Regions from separate parts of the Pan troglodytes genome. Here region 1 is linked to region 2. A link is a contact called in public capture Hi-C data. All regions are on one chromosome and are shown on one strand. Each heading gives the region's core, a stretch centred on a gene start, on an enhancer-like site or on the middle of the called end of the contact. The rest is flanking DNA. Distances are from core to core; before and after follow the strand shown.

Region 1 (6,686 bases), core at 313-2,812, 380 kb before region 2:
GATGAGAGAGGGTGATGCCCCCAGGAACTCCAGGCTGGCAGGGGTTAGGGACGGAATTGACGTGGGCTGTACGGCGTTGGCCTAGTTCCTTGTTGGGGATACAATCAGGCGGGAGCGGCCTGTCCCTTAGGATACAATGACTGGGCTATAGCAGTCGTGCTCTTGATCAAGTTAAAAAGTGGCTGCTGGTATCACTGGCCCCCACCAAGTCGGGGAAGCCCTGCTCCCCATCACTCTGGAGAGCTGTGTATTTTCCCAAACTCCAAGCATTGGTGCTGAGACCGCTCCCGCAAAAAAAGCCAGAGAAGGGTAGCTGGGCTTCCCCCAACTCCAAGGGGTTGAACTAGCGACCCTTCAGGAGTCTCAGAAGACCCCCATTGTGCATTCAGGGAAATGGGAGCCCAGGGAGAGGATGGGCCCTGCCTAAGGTCACCCAGTGAGTTGCAAGAGCTGGTAAGAGCCCAGGTCTCCAGATGCCTGCCCAGCAGCAGTGCCAGGGGAAGGAGACGTGGGGCCAAGGCCACCCGTTGTGCAGAGATCAGGAACAAGTGGTGCCGGGGCGAGACTACCCACAGGGGAGCACCTTCTCTGAACTCCAAGGAGCCACGGGCCCTGAGCCTCTCTCCCTCTCGTGGGGACTCACCACCTTGAAAGAGATGGACCCAGAGGTAAATGACAAGATGACACCATAAATGCCACAACGCAGGCACTGGGGGAGAACAGGGGAAGCAGCCACCAATCCTCCCTTATAAGTATTCAAATTCCACTCATTCCTTCATGCAGTAACTAGCTACTGAGCACCTAGGATGTGCAGGGCTGGATGGGGCTGGGGACACAGAGCTGAACAAGACAGCCCCCCTGCCCCCGTCTTGGAGCTTGGCATCCTAGCACATATTAATATATAGTATTCGTACACTGTGTAATGTAATGCTGGTAATAACTTCCATAAAGATCCCTCACAGCAGTCTGAGAGGGCGGAGTGATGGGGACCAGGGACCCTTGGCCCAGGAAGACAAGGACAGCCTCTTAAAGCAGTTGCCATTTGAGTCGAGACCTAAACTCTGAGAAGGAGGAGGCATGTGGACATTTGGAAGCAGATGTTTTTAGGGAAAGAAAACAGTGAATGCAAAGGCCCTGGGGTGGAGGTGAGCTCAATGTTTTGGAAAGAAGGCCCAGTCGGCTAAAGCGGAAGGAGCAGAGGAGGCCCTAAAAGGTGACCTGGGGACATAGGTGGGTTGGACTGCAGAGCCCCGTGGCCATGGGGACGTGCCTGATGTACATTCCAGGGAGCTCCTCTGGCCTCTGTAGGACAATGGGCTGTGCACCCACCTGGTGCTGATGGGCACCACGGCTCTTTCTATGTTTGGGTACTCAGTTGGAAACCCAGAACTTCTGAGGTGTTACAACCTGGGGCGCCTGTGCCTTCAGCCTGTCTAGCAGTGTGGCCTGGGCAAGGCCCTTCCCAGAGCCCAGTCTCTGTCAGGCTGGAGGGTGGGTGATCCAGCCACACAGTCACAGTAACAGCCTGCTCCCTCCGGAAAAGGCCTCTGTGGCCAGGGACAAGCTGCTTTCCCCGCTATGTGGAGTGCTGAGGCTGGATGATCGGCAGGAAACGGGCGGGCAAGGGCTTTGACGCCTCTGGGCTGGAACCCCTGGGCTGTCTTGGGGAAGCCCTGGGGGGAGCGGAGGTGGTGCTGGGACTGGGACCCCTCCTCCCGTCTGCCCTAGGCTGGCAGTTGGTGCTGGGCACCACTGCCCTTCTTTCACCAGGAGGCGCTGGCGGGCTTTTGCACTCTGTTTTCCTACCTCTCCTCGTCCTTTTTTTTCTTTTCTTTTCCAATTAAAAATCATCCTTGTAGGGTCCATTTTCGAACAGATTTTGGAACAGTCTCTTTGAGAAATCCAATGCACTTTTTCTTGAGACAGGGTCTTTCTCTGTCACCCACGCTGGAGTGTGTGACGTTTGCTTACTGCACCCTCAACCTCTGGGCTCAATCTTCCCACCTCAGCCTCCCAAGTAGCTTGCACACCACTGTACCCGACTGATTTTTTGTTTTTTTTTTGTAGAGACAGGGTCTTGCTTTGTTGCCCAGGCTGGTCTCAAACTCCTGGGTTCAAGTGATCCCGCCACCTCAGTCTCCCAAAGTGCTGGAATTACAGGCGTGACCAATGTACCATTAACTTTGGGATTCAGAACTAACTCAGGAAGCTTCCAGCCACCCAGCTGAAGGCCAGGCCTGGGTCTCACCCGGTAGCCAGATCCTGGCAGGGGGTGGGGGCAAGGGCGGTTCTGGGATCCCTGTGGACTGGACCCACAATACTGACTTCTGACATTTGTTGGTTTTTTTTTTTTTTTGAGACGGAGTCTTATTCTGTCACCCAGGCTGGAGTGCAGTGGCGCGATTTCGGCTCACTGCAACCTCTGCCTCCTGGGTTCAAGCAATTCTCCTGCCTCAGCCTCCTAAGTAGCTGTGATTACAGGCGCCCGCCACCAGGCCCGGCTAATTTTTGTGTTTTTAGTAGAGACGGAGTTTCACCATGTTGGCCAGGCTGTTCTCGAACTCCTGACCTCAAGTGATCCACCCACCTTGGCCTCCCAAGGTGCTGGGATTATAGGCGTGAGCCGCTGTGCCCGGCCTGACATTTGTTGGTTTTAATAAGCATGAAAGGAATTCCAGGGCATCTGTCCTCCACCCTGCCCCATTGGCTGGCCTCGAACCCCAGCGGAGCCAGAGTTGGAGAGTATTTTCCGTGAAAGATTTCCTGGGTTTTGGGGACAAATTGGGCTGCTCTCAGGAGTGGGGGACAGAATGGGGTGCGAGGTGGGGGCAGGGGGCCTTCTTCGTTCTACTTCCTGCTCGGAAATATTTTAGGGACTTGCTATTTTAGTAAAGGCATTAATTGGGCACATATTTACCATCCTGCTGTTTTTAATCACAATGTCTGTGAATTTCCCTCAGTGTGAGAGGGGCCCAGACTTCAATTTCCTGTCCCTTCAATGCTTGCAGAAGATGGAATATTCCAGCACATGTGCAGGATCCATGCTAACTAAAACATAGTTATCCTCCACCACAGAACCACAGACAGGGCACAAGGACAGGGGCAGCTGAGGGTGGGTTCCTGATTCCCAACGTGGGATGGGCGTACGCCACCCCCTCCACCAAGGCATGGGGCTGTGTTCGCAGCTGACAGTATGGTCATGCGAAGGAGTTTTGCAAATGACCTTGGCCCTGGATGCGCAATGACTGAATGAAGCTTGAACTTCATCACTGAACTCTGCAGGACCTGCAGGAGCAAGTTGGAAGCTCAGTTTCCTCATCTGCGAAATGGGGGAATAATAGTGACTGCGCCATGAGATGACGGTGAATGTTAAATGACATCGCCCATTGTTATCAGGGTTTTGGCTGTCACTATTCATCGAGTACCTCCCTCCTGTCCACTCATGCTTTACACACCCCGAGAGAAGCTCCTGCGGATTAGAGATGTTAAGGGAGCCGCCTAGGATGGCACAGCTTGGCAGAAGGGTGGAGCCAGGGCCCACCTGGGTCTGTAGAATTCCTCTGCTCTCCTTGGCCTGTCCTCTGAACTCCTGGGGATTTGGCAGATTCTCCTTTCAGGGGAGAAGTTAGAGGTGGAGTCTGCGCTTTGCATTCTGCCAACCCAGAACCCTGGGGCAGGTTGTGCCTGGGCCTGGCTGCTGGCTGGCACTGAGCAGCAAAACAGTCCTGACCAGAGCCGGGCACCTGGAGGCCAGTGGTGGGCAAAGCCCTTCCTCCTGAGAAGTGCAGGTTCACTGGCCCAGCCCTCCCAGCCCTGCTGCACCATGCAGCGGGCTCCAGAAGAGGAGGGATGAAGCCTCTAGCCCTGCCCACTGAGAAGCCCAGTATTCCCCCTGGGATGGCAACAAATCCTGCCTGCCACAGAGGTGCCAGGACCCGCCGCAGAGAGGGAGATGAGAGAGGGCCCTAGAGGGGACTACAGAGGCCACTTGCAAGGAGTAGGGGATGGATGACAGGGATGAGTGGGACTGGGGAGAAGAGGAGGGAGGGAGGGAATTGCTCAGCAGGGCAAGGACACAGGAATGAGTGCTATGTGGGGTGGGGGCACCTCAAGAGACAGAAGAGAGGAATGGGTACCATGGCGAGGGTCGGGGGCATTCACTGACAGAGAGGAGAAGAGCCTGCCAGGTTATGCGTGGTTTGAAAGCTGGAGTTTAGACTTGATGTGATAAAAATGGGGAGCCACGGTAGCCTCTTGAGTGAGGGAAGGCTAGGGATGGGCTGAGGAAGGGGTAGAAATGAAAGAGACAGGCTACAGATGCCAGTCTCTGTGCCCATCCACGACTGGTCTCTAACCCACTTCATCCCCTGGCTTCAGTTCATTTACTAAGTCACCCTTGGGAGCTACCCTCAGAAATCCCATTTTCAAATGACATGAGAAAATGCTCCTGGCATAACACAGAGTGAAAAGCTAAGAAGCAGCGGAAGCTGTGCTTTGTAATCTCGATTTGGTGAGAGAAGTCTGCACGTGTGTCTGTGTTTGTGAGGATACCACTGCCCCGGGCTTTCTTGGTGATGTTGGTTTTTGTCCTTTTTCTTCTTCTTTGACAAAATTTCCTTCACCTTGGGAGGGTTTCTCGCCTTAGCCCTCCTTGCCCTTGGGGTAGGAGGAGCCGGCTTCTGGTTACAAATGACCCAGGCTCTGGATTTTGTGGCGTTCCAAGTCCATTAGGGAAGGACAAGTATGGCAGGGAGAGGTAGAATGTCAGGAGAAGCAGGTGCTGGGGAGGGCTCCCCCAAACTTTCAGGGGTTTCTCTGGGCCTGGGCTGGCCTTGGGGAAGAGGGGAGTCAGTGGGCCTCTGGGGGCTGCTCCGCAGGTGCCAGTTTCCAAATTCTCCTGAGACTCCCATGCCTGAGAGAGACACACACCACTGCAGAGCCGCGGTTCCTCCCGAGTCACCTATGTGGACAAACACAAGTGACAGGTGACCCAGGACCCCTTGACATCCCTCCCCATCCAACACACCTTGGCACTGTGTGGGATTCAGAACCAGGGACCATCCAGGGGTTGGGGGGAAGCTCAGAACCCACACTCAATGGATTCCAGGCCAGAGTGACATGCTACTTCCTACAGGCCCAAGCTGGTAGCCCGAGAGGTCTCCCCATTAAAAGTGCTAAAAAAAAAAAAAAAAAAAAAAGAGAGCCTAGAGGGATTGCACCAACCCTTACTAGCAATTCTCTCTGCAGGTGGCATGATGGTAATTTTTCTTTTCTTCTTAATAATGAGCTATATTTTTCTAATTTTCTACAATGTGCAGATGTGAATTCTAAAATTAGAAGGGAAAGGGAAAGTAAAGTAAGGCAAAGCTAGTCAGAAAGACTAGCTCTGGTGAAGCCAGGCTTAGGGGGACCAGGACAGAGAGGTTTTGCAGGAGGGCCAGGTTCCCAGTGTGGCTTCTGCACTGGCCCCAGGGGCAGAGAGACCCCAGGGCCCCATGTAGCATGTGCACACTCCTTGCCCCACTGCTCAGCTGCTCCTCCCCACCATCACTCACTCCTGGAGGCCAGACAGTGTTGCCACCATGCTTCCAAATAGAGGCATCACCATTACTGCCCAGTGGAGGGGCACCAAGGGCTGTGCTGTGCACCCCCCACCAGCCCCGCCTAGGCCTTGTTCTTCAAAGTGTGTTCGAGCCCCAGGTTTCTTCTGAAGACATAGAACATCTTACCCCTTGTAGACTCCTCTGCCCCATCTCTTCTCCACCCTTCTCCTTCAGGGTCTCCTGCCCATAATGTCATCCACATCCTTCCAGTGTCTTGATTACAAGATTTGTTCCTGCTAGCCGACAAGACATTTAGTCCTAAGAATTAGACCTCACAATCCCTCTCACCAGCCTCTTCATCACCTGTGTTTCCCTATCTCTGACCTTCCTTTTGTTCATTCCAGTGGGCCCCTTGCTGGTCTCCTTGTCTCCTCTCCATCCACCACCCACAAAGCCACACCAGGAAAGAAAAAGTACTGGGATTGAACTTCTCTGTTCAGAATGACTTCGATGGTATTTTCCTTCTATCAATGCTTCTAGGATCAGATTCAAGTTCCCTTTCCTGCAGCCCGAAGGCCTCTGTGATCAGTCCTGGGAGAATGGAATGCCTGGGGCTTACTACTCCCAGCCCTCGCTCCCAGGGCAGACATTACTAATCAATGGCAGCACACTCCTCCTGCTAATCCAGGATGTGGCTTCCAAGTCCTTTTCAGCAAAGGTATCAGGCACCCCGTAACTGATCAAAGTTGGCCATCTCATATCCGGTTATAACCCACAGGCCTACGCTTCTTTCTCTTCCCTATCCCATTCCCCTACCATTCAGCCACATGGGATGTATTGGCACTCTCACATTGGGATACTCGAGGAGGTTAAAGGACTGGACCAACTGCACACAGGTACTGGCAGGTGAGGGGTGATGCGAGGGACAGTGCAGTGCTCCATGACTAGCTTTGCTGCTACCACCCCTCTGCCTAAAGGGGCAAGGATCCCAGAAGGAGAGAGTTGCTTTGAAAAGAGTCATCTGGCTGAGGGACACAGTGAACCCCAAAGCAGCCCCAAATGATCAGAGTCAGGGAATAAGTGCCCTGGCCTCCTTCTCCCTCACCTGCCTGTGCTCCCATTGTCTGAGCCCCACTAAAGCTG
Region 2 (6,580 bases), core at 21-2,520:
CTTCTGGGCTCAGGTGATCCTCCCACCTCAGCCTCTTGGGTAGCTGGGACTACAGGCATGCACCATAATGCCTGACTAATTTTCTGTACTTTTAGTAGAGACAGGGTTTCACCGTATTTCTCAGGCTGGTCTCGAACTCCTGGGCTCAAGTGATCCACCCACCTCGGCCTCCCAAAATGTTGAGATTACAGATGTGAGCCACCATGCCTGACGGTAATTCTATGTTTAATATTTTGAGGAATAGCCATATGGTTTCCATAGCAACTGCACCATTTTACATTCCCACCTACAGTGCACAACAGTTCCAATTTCTCTCCATCCTTGCCAACTCGTGTTATTTTCTACTTTTTTGATGTTAGCCATCTTAATTGGTGTGAGCGATTAAATGCATTTTATTTACATTTGATCCTGAGAAAATCTCTTGAGATACCTACCATGATGATCACCCCAAGTCTTAGAAAAAAGAAAACTAAAGAGAAGAGAAGCTAGTAAGTGGTGTTGCCAGAATTAAAATCCAGGCCTGCCAATCACCAGTCTCTCCTAGTGGGGGCTGCTTGGAACTGAAGATCCCTCAAAATTCTCCAGTTCTTCTGGGAAGCCCCTCCCTCCCTTCCCCAGCCCCTGTCCCATCTCTCTTGCCTTGCCTGGCCACCCATCCTGTCTGAATTCACTAACCCGGAACCAGGTTCTAGTGGGACTCAGTGATGGCCACATTGACGTAAGCAGCCAAGGGAAGCAATATAGTGTGTAGAACAAGAGTCCTGAGGCTACGAATCAGATGCTAGGGTTGAAGGCTTGAGTCTGAGTGTGAGATTTCAGGCATTTACCCAAGAGACTCAACCACTCTGGAGCTCAATTTGCTCTTCCACAAAATGGGAGGAAGCAAGGGGGTGGTGAGACCACGGGGAGATAAAATGAAGTGCTGAAATGACATGCAACGTGAGCCTTGTTGTTTGCAGTGTGCCATTTAGCTGTTGTTTTGGGGTGTTTTCCCTTAGAGGCTTCAGCTTATCCCTCTGCACTCCTAGCTGCTTTCTGCCGCTGGGCCGCAGCCCCGTTTCTGATGCCACCACGGAAGGGGAAAGCCGAGCAGTCCCTGCTATTTCGTGCTTTTAGGACGCAGCACAAAGTGTGCTGGGCAGAGCTTGGACTTCGAATGCAGATGGCTGGCTTTCTGATTCCCCCTCTGCCACTGAGCAGCGGGGCGTTACTCTGCCTGGCTTCCTCTGCCACAAAATAGGCTTCCAAATGCCGTTTTGCGGGGCTGCTGCAAATGGAATTTGCTCATAGTTGTCCGGGGCCCAGCACTGTGTCTGAAATGCTGTAGATGCTCGATAAATGTACAGAAAGAGGGCCGCAGGATGCAAAGGCCAAAATACTCCAGGAAATACGACGCTGAGCTGAGAGCGCATTGCTCCCTCTACGGTCAGATCTCCGTCCCGCGGTTTTTGCGGTCCCGACTATTGCTGTCGGAGGACGGCAGTGGAGCGACTCTATTCTTAATTCGACTCTTCCACCTGGTGGCGGATTGCTAAAATGCACTTTCGGAGTTGGGATCCAATTTGAATGCCCTGCTCAGAGCAATTTGAGGACTGGAGCCAGAATTGTCACTCTGTTCCACCCTCTAGCCATCCACCCACTTAGTTATTTCAATTGTCCTCCGGGGCTCTCCTCTTTCCCCAAGCTCCCCAGCGGAGTAGACACAGCTGTGAGGCTGCAGGACCGGAAGATTTGCGGTGTTCTTCCCCAGTGGGCTTTCTATGCCCAGAGATCAGGAGGATGGGAGAAAGAGAAGGGAAGGATAGGGGCCACGTGGACTGAAGGAGTAAGAAACCCGAGTCTGGAGACGGAGCTTGCAGTGAGCCGAGATCGCGCCACTGCACTCCAGCCTGGGCGACAGAGCAAGACTCCGTCTCAAAAAAAAAAAAAAAAAAAAAAAAAAGAAGAAGAAGAAAAGGAAAGAAAAGAAACCCAGGTCTTCTGGGGGCTGACGGGTTTCCATGGGGGGCCTTCTCACTTTTTTACTCCCTTAGGAGAGGCAACCGCCTTCCTTGGAGGCCAGGTTTGGAGGCTTCTCCACGAGATCACGGAAGTTCTGCCAACTCCCCAACCTGTCCAATGGGTCCTAGGCTCTTTATGCCTTAGAACAGAAGTCAGGGGACTTGGACACATTATGGAGTGATATGGGACACTCTCTCCTCTTAGAAACAGATGACCCTCCAAGAGGGGCCAGCAGTGGAGCACTGTCTGGAGCATTTTGGGGTCCTGCTTGGAATGCTGTTATCTAACAAGCCTGGGGCGTTCTGGGGTGGCCACCTGGCAGCTTTTGGACCTGAGCCAACAAGTCTCGGTGATTTACCTCGTAGGATCATTCCTTTTGGGCAGTTGGTGGTGAGAAGAACAGTGTGAGGACATCAGTCAACCAGCCATGGTTGGGAGCAGGAGACAGGGGCGCCTTGTATGTGCTCTCCAGGCTGTCCCCACCGCCTTCCATGTGTGATGTCAGTGCCCTGAATCAGAGTACTGGCTGGAAGGCCTTCCCCCCGAGCCCCTGCCACTGGAGCAGGTGGGAGTGTGGGCGTGGGGGGACCCTGGAGGAACATCCTCAAACCTGACACCCTGGTACAGCCCAAGAAACGGGCTGATCATGGCTTCTCTGCCCATCTGAGCCCAGTCAGCATCAAAAGCCCTTTCCAGGCATCCTGGAGAGCACCTTCCCACCAGGATGTCTTATTAATGAAATCAATAATGAAATCATTACCGAGGACATTATCAAATGCTGCTGCCTCTTTTGGGAGCTGCTGCTTAGAAAACAGAGGAAGGATGGGCTTTTCCCAAAACTCATGTTGAACGGTTTCAAACATCCAGAAAAGTTGAAACAACAGGTCTATGTCACTTAGATTCTACAATTCTTAATATTTTGTCATGCTTGGTTCCTTTCCACCTTTTCCATAGATGTAACACAGATATACGTAGATACACACACACGCATGCACACATGTTTTTATGTGTGTGGGTCAGTTTGAAAGTTGCTGACTCGGTGACATTTCACCCTCTTTAACAGACATCTCTTAAGAATAGGGATATTCTCCTCTGTAACCATGAGACCATTATTGTACTTAAGAAAGTCACCAACAGTTCAGTAATACCTAATATTCAATCCATTTTCAAATTTTCAGAGTTGTCGCCTAAATGTCTTTGATGGCTGATTTTTTTTTTTTTTTTTTTGAGCTGGGATCCGATCAAGATCACATATTACACTTGCTGGTTATGGTCTTTTGTCTTTAGTCCCTTTTAATTTAGAAGGATTCAGCTGGGCGTGGTGGCTCATGCCTGTAATCTCAGCATTTTGGGAGGCTAATGTGGGTGGATCACCTGAGGCCAGGAGTTCGAGACCAGCCTGACCAAAATGGTGAAACCCTGTCTCTACTAAAAATACAAAAATTAGCCAGCATGGTGGTGCACACCTGTAGTCCCAGCTACTTAGGAGGCTGACGCAGGAGAATCACTTGAACCTGGGAGGCGGAGGTTGCAGTGAGCCAAGATCGTGCCACTGCACTCCAACCTGGGTGACAGAGAGAGACTGTCTCAAAAAAAAAAAAAAAAAAAAGAAAAAAAATTAAAAGGATTCTCTGGCCTTTTTTTTAAAAAAAAGAAATCTTCATGTCATTGACATTTTCAGAGCACGCAGATCAATTGTTTTGCAGACATTCTCTCACTTTGACTCTGTTGGGTCTTTTTCCTTCATGACTAGAATCAGGTTTTCTGCACAAATCCTATGTGGGGAATGTGGGGTCCTTCTTGGTGCATGGCTTCAGGGCACATGAGGCCAGGTTGTTGGACTAACAGTGATGCTGGTGACATCCCCTGGTTAGGGTGATGGTAGGCAGATCGATGTGTCATCTCCATCAGTATTGTTTCTGATGTCCTCATGGCCCCAGCATTAGTCAGTGGAAACCCATCAGACAACTTCCTATGTCTGTTTATCCTGGCCCTGATTAGTCTTCAATAACACCCTTGTTTCTGGCACCAGACATCCAAGATTTGCCTTGTCTCTTCCAGCCCAGACCTGGAACCACCTATTTCTCCAGGGAGGCCTGGTTATATGAGTGGAGAAGGGTATTTAAAAATCCAAGACTGGGACCTAACTGTGCTCCTCACTAGTAGACAGAGCTGGGCAATGGGCATATTAACTCAGGAGTGGATGCTGGTGCCAGGAAGAGGGTGTGGGACCCAGGCCAGAGGCACAGTCAGAGGTGTTGGCTGAGTGTCCGAAACCAGGGTCTGAGAAGGTCTGGAGTTGCTGGGAGAGCTGATAGGCACCACCTTTGGGATTTTTCCTGACTTCAAACTCAATGACTCCACAGAGCCTGTGGCGAGATGCCTAAGTGATTAACTTCTGAGCAGGGCTGGAAGAAAGGCTTTGGGGCGCTGTGAGGTTGAGACCTTGGTGTGGAGGGAAATGTGGGCCTGTACTGCTCAGTCAGCCTCTAAGATGGGTGGGCTGCACACAATCACCCCTTCCCGGTCAGTGCTAGAACTGGGAGTGGGGTGGGGAGGAAGTTGAGGGCCAGTCAGAGAAGAAGGAGGGGTGAGGGGGTGCCCCGCTGTGGGATCCCTGCAGTTGGGACCCCCATAAAAAGGCATCAAAACAAACCTGAGGCCAGGTGCAGTGGCTCATACTTGTAATCCCAGCACTTTGGGAGGCTGAAGTGAGTGGATCACCTGAGGTCAGGAGTTTGAGACCAGCCTGGCCAATGTGGTGAAACCCCGTCTCTACCAAAAATACAAAACTTAGCCGAGCATGGTGGCGCATGCGCCTGTAATCCCTGCTACTTGGGAGGCTGAGGCAGGAGAATTGCTGGAACCTGGGAGGTGGAGGTTACAGTGAGCTGAGATTGCACCACTGCACTCCAGCCTGGGCGACAGAGCGAGACTCTGTCTCAAAAAACAACAACAACGACAAACAAACAAACAACAAAAAAACCCCACAAACCCGAGCATCACCACCAGCTTCCTAGGACTCCCAAAAGCAGGGTGGGAGCCAAGAATTCTCCATGGAGGGGAAGAGGTCCCAAGCCCCCACAGATTGGGGCTCCGCTTTGATCTGTCTCAGCTGGTGGGCCCAGCGCAGCAGGAGGGCCAGCAGAGAGGAGCACGTTTACACTGAGCAGTGCACCTTGGAGGTTGTTTTGTGGCTCTGCACAGAGAGGCGTCTAAAGCTTCTTTATGACTGCAGCGTTCCATTGTGTGGATTTACCAAATGTTATCTCATTTTATCCAACCAGCACCCTATTGATGGCTACTGAGACTGCTCCCAGAGTGTTTTGCTATTACAAACTGTATTCTGATGAATAGTCTTGTACATGGGTTTTTGTGCATTAATAAGAGTTTGTCTTGGGATACATTCCTACAAGTTGAAATGCTGATTCAAAGGCATTATTTAATTCCTCAAGCTGCCTTCCACAGAGGTTGCACCCTCCTACTACCATTGGCAACATGAGTGCCTGATTTGGAAGGCTGGCGGAGTAAACACATTGTGGTCCCTACCAACATGGCTGCTGTGGTCCCTACCAAGATGGCTGCTGTGCTCCGGGCTGGGTGAGCACACCAGATGTGCACAGAATCAGATCAGGTCTCAAGCACAAAGGCACAGGTGCCCTTCCTGGCAGCTGCTTGCAATGGCAATGCCCCAGCAGCTGCCTGTCTCTCCTGACATGCTTAAGGGTGCAGGCCGAGGAAGGCCCAGTGGGCTGTCTGCAAGTTGAGGGAGGCACTCAAGGCAGAAGTCAAGTGCTCCTGGGTTGCAAGCCTGGAATAAACTGGAATGGTTGCTGGGACAAGGAGCCTCATGCAGGCAGGGGTGGCATGTTTCCAATGTAACCATCATGGAATATATGTAATCATAGCAGTGTAATGATAATGCTATGCAATTTTTGTCTCCCCTTGACTCCAAATCCATGCTGGGGGCTAATTCTTTGCCTAGCCCTTTGTGAATTTCAGGGCATTTCCCCATGACTTTTCTTGTCACCCTTAGGTAATAAAAAGTACTCTGGTTCCCTTAAGTCATACGAGACAGACCCAGATCTGCATAAATGTGTTCAGTTCAGTGTAATGAGTAAAACTTTCATTAATAGGCATGCTTCTCCATCCCCAGCCTGACACACTGGCCTCCTGGAGGTGGGTGGGAGTGGAGCTGCTTCTCTCCTTCCTCCAGGAGTCCCTTGCCTTTGTCCGCCACCTTGTCACCGCTGGGCTCCGGGGTGAGGGTGGAGGGAGGAGAGGTGTGTGGGGCAGGGCCGGGGGGAGGGATTCTGACACACTGATCCGATGTTGGTTGGGCACTTGGGCTGGCAGGTGGTGGAATCTGGCATTTCGGTACAGCGGCTCTCTAGCTCCACCTTCCCTTGACCAGGCTAACGCTGCTCTCTGGCTCATTGCTTACAACTCTCTCTGTAGCCCCAGGCATCCAGCCATGTGTCTGTCTTCCCTGGGTGATGTCCTCTAGCCTCTGCAGGAGGCCTTCTCAGGCACGAGCTATGAGGAACCCACATCAACCTCTTTCGTCCCAGCATGCTCT

What was found. Capture Hi-C pulls out chosen DNA fragments and counts their contacts.
Region 1: a capture Hi-C map of stem cell-derived neural stem cells shows a contact between it and region 2, with 19 times the contacts expected there. The contact joins two enhancer-like sites. A contact is called at or near these places in 4 of 7 Hi-C or Micro-C datasets (blood, induced pluripotent stem cells and stem cell-derived neural progenitor cells) and 1 of 1 other capture datasets (stem cell-derived neural stem cells).

What each region holds. Positions count from the first base shown.
Region 1 is chr13:21,749,682-21,756,367 of NHGRI_mPanTro3-v2.0_pri, reverse strand. No RefSeq gene overlaps it. Among named protein-coding and RNA genes, the nearest start is that of TFCP2L1, 220 kb to the left of the region's middle. Within about 2 kb of position 1,562, at least 1 of the 24 cell types and tissues checked has an H3K27ac peak or open chromatin away from gene starts, as enhancers often do. A contact at or near this core is called in stem cell-derived neural stem cells, where this site is marked.
Region 2 is chr13:21,374,036-21,380,615 of NHGRI_mPanTro3-v2.0_pri, reverse strand. No RefSeq gene overlaps it. Among named protein-coding and RNA genes, the nearest start is that of GLI2, 42 kb to the left of the region's middle. Within about 2 kb of position 1,270, at least 1 of the 24 cell types and tissues checked has an H3K27ac peak or open chromatin away from gene starts, as enhancers often do. A contact at or near this core is called in stem cell-derived neural stem cells, where this site is marked.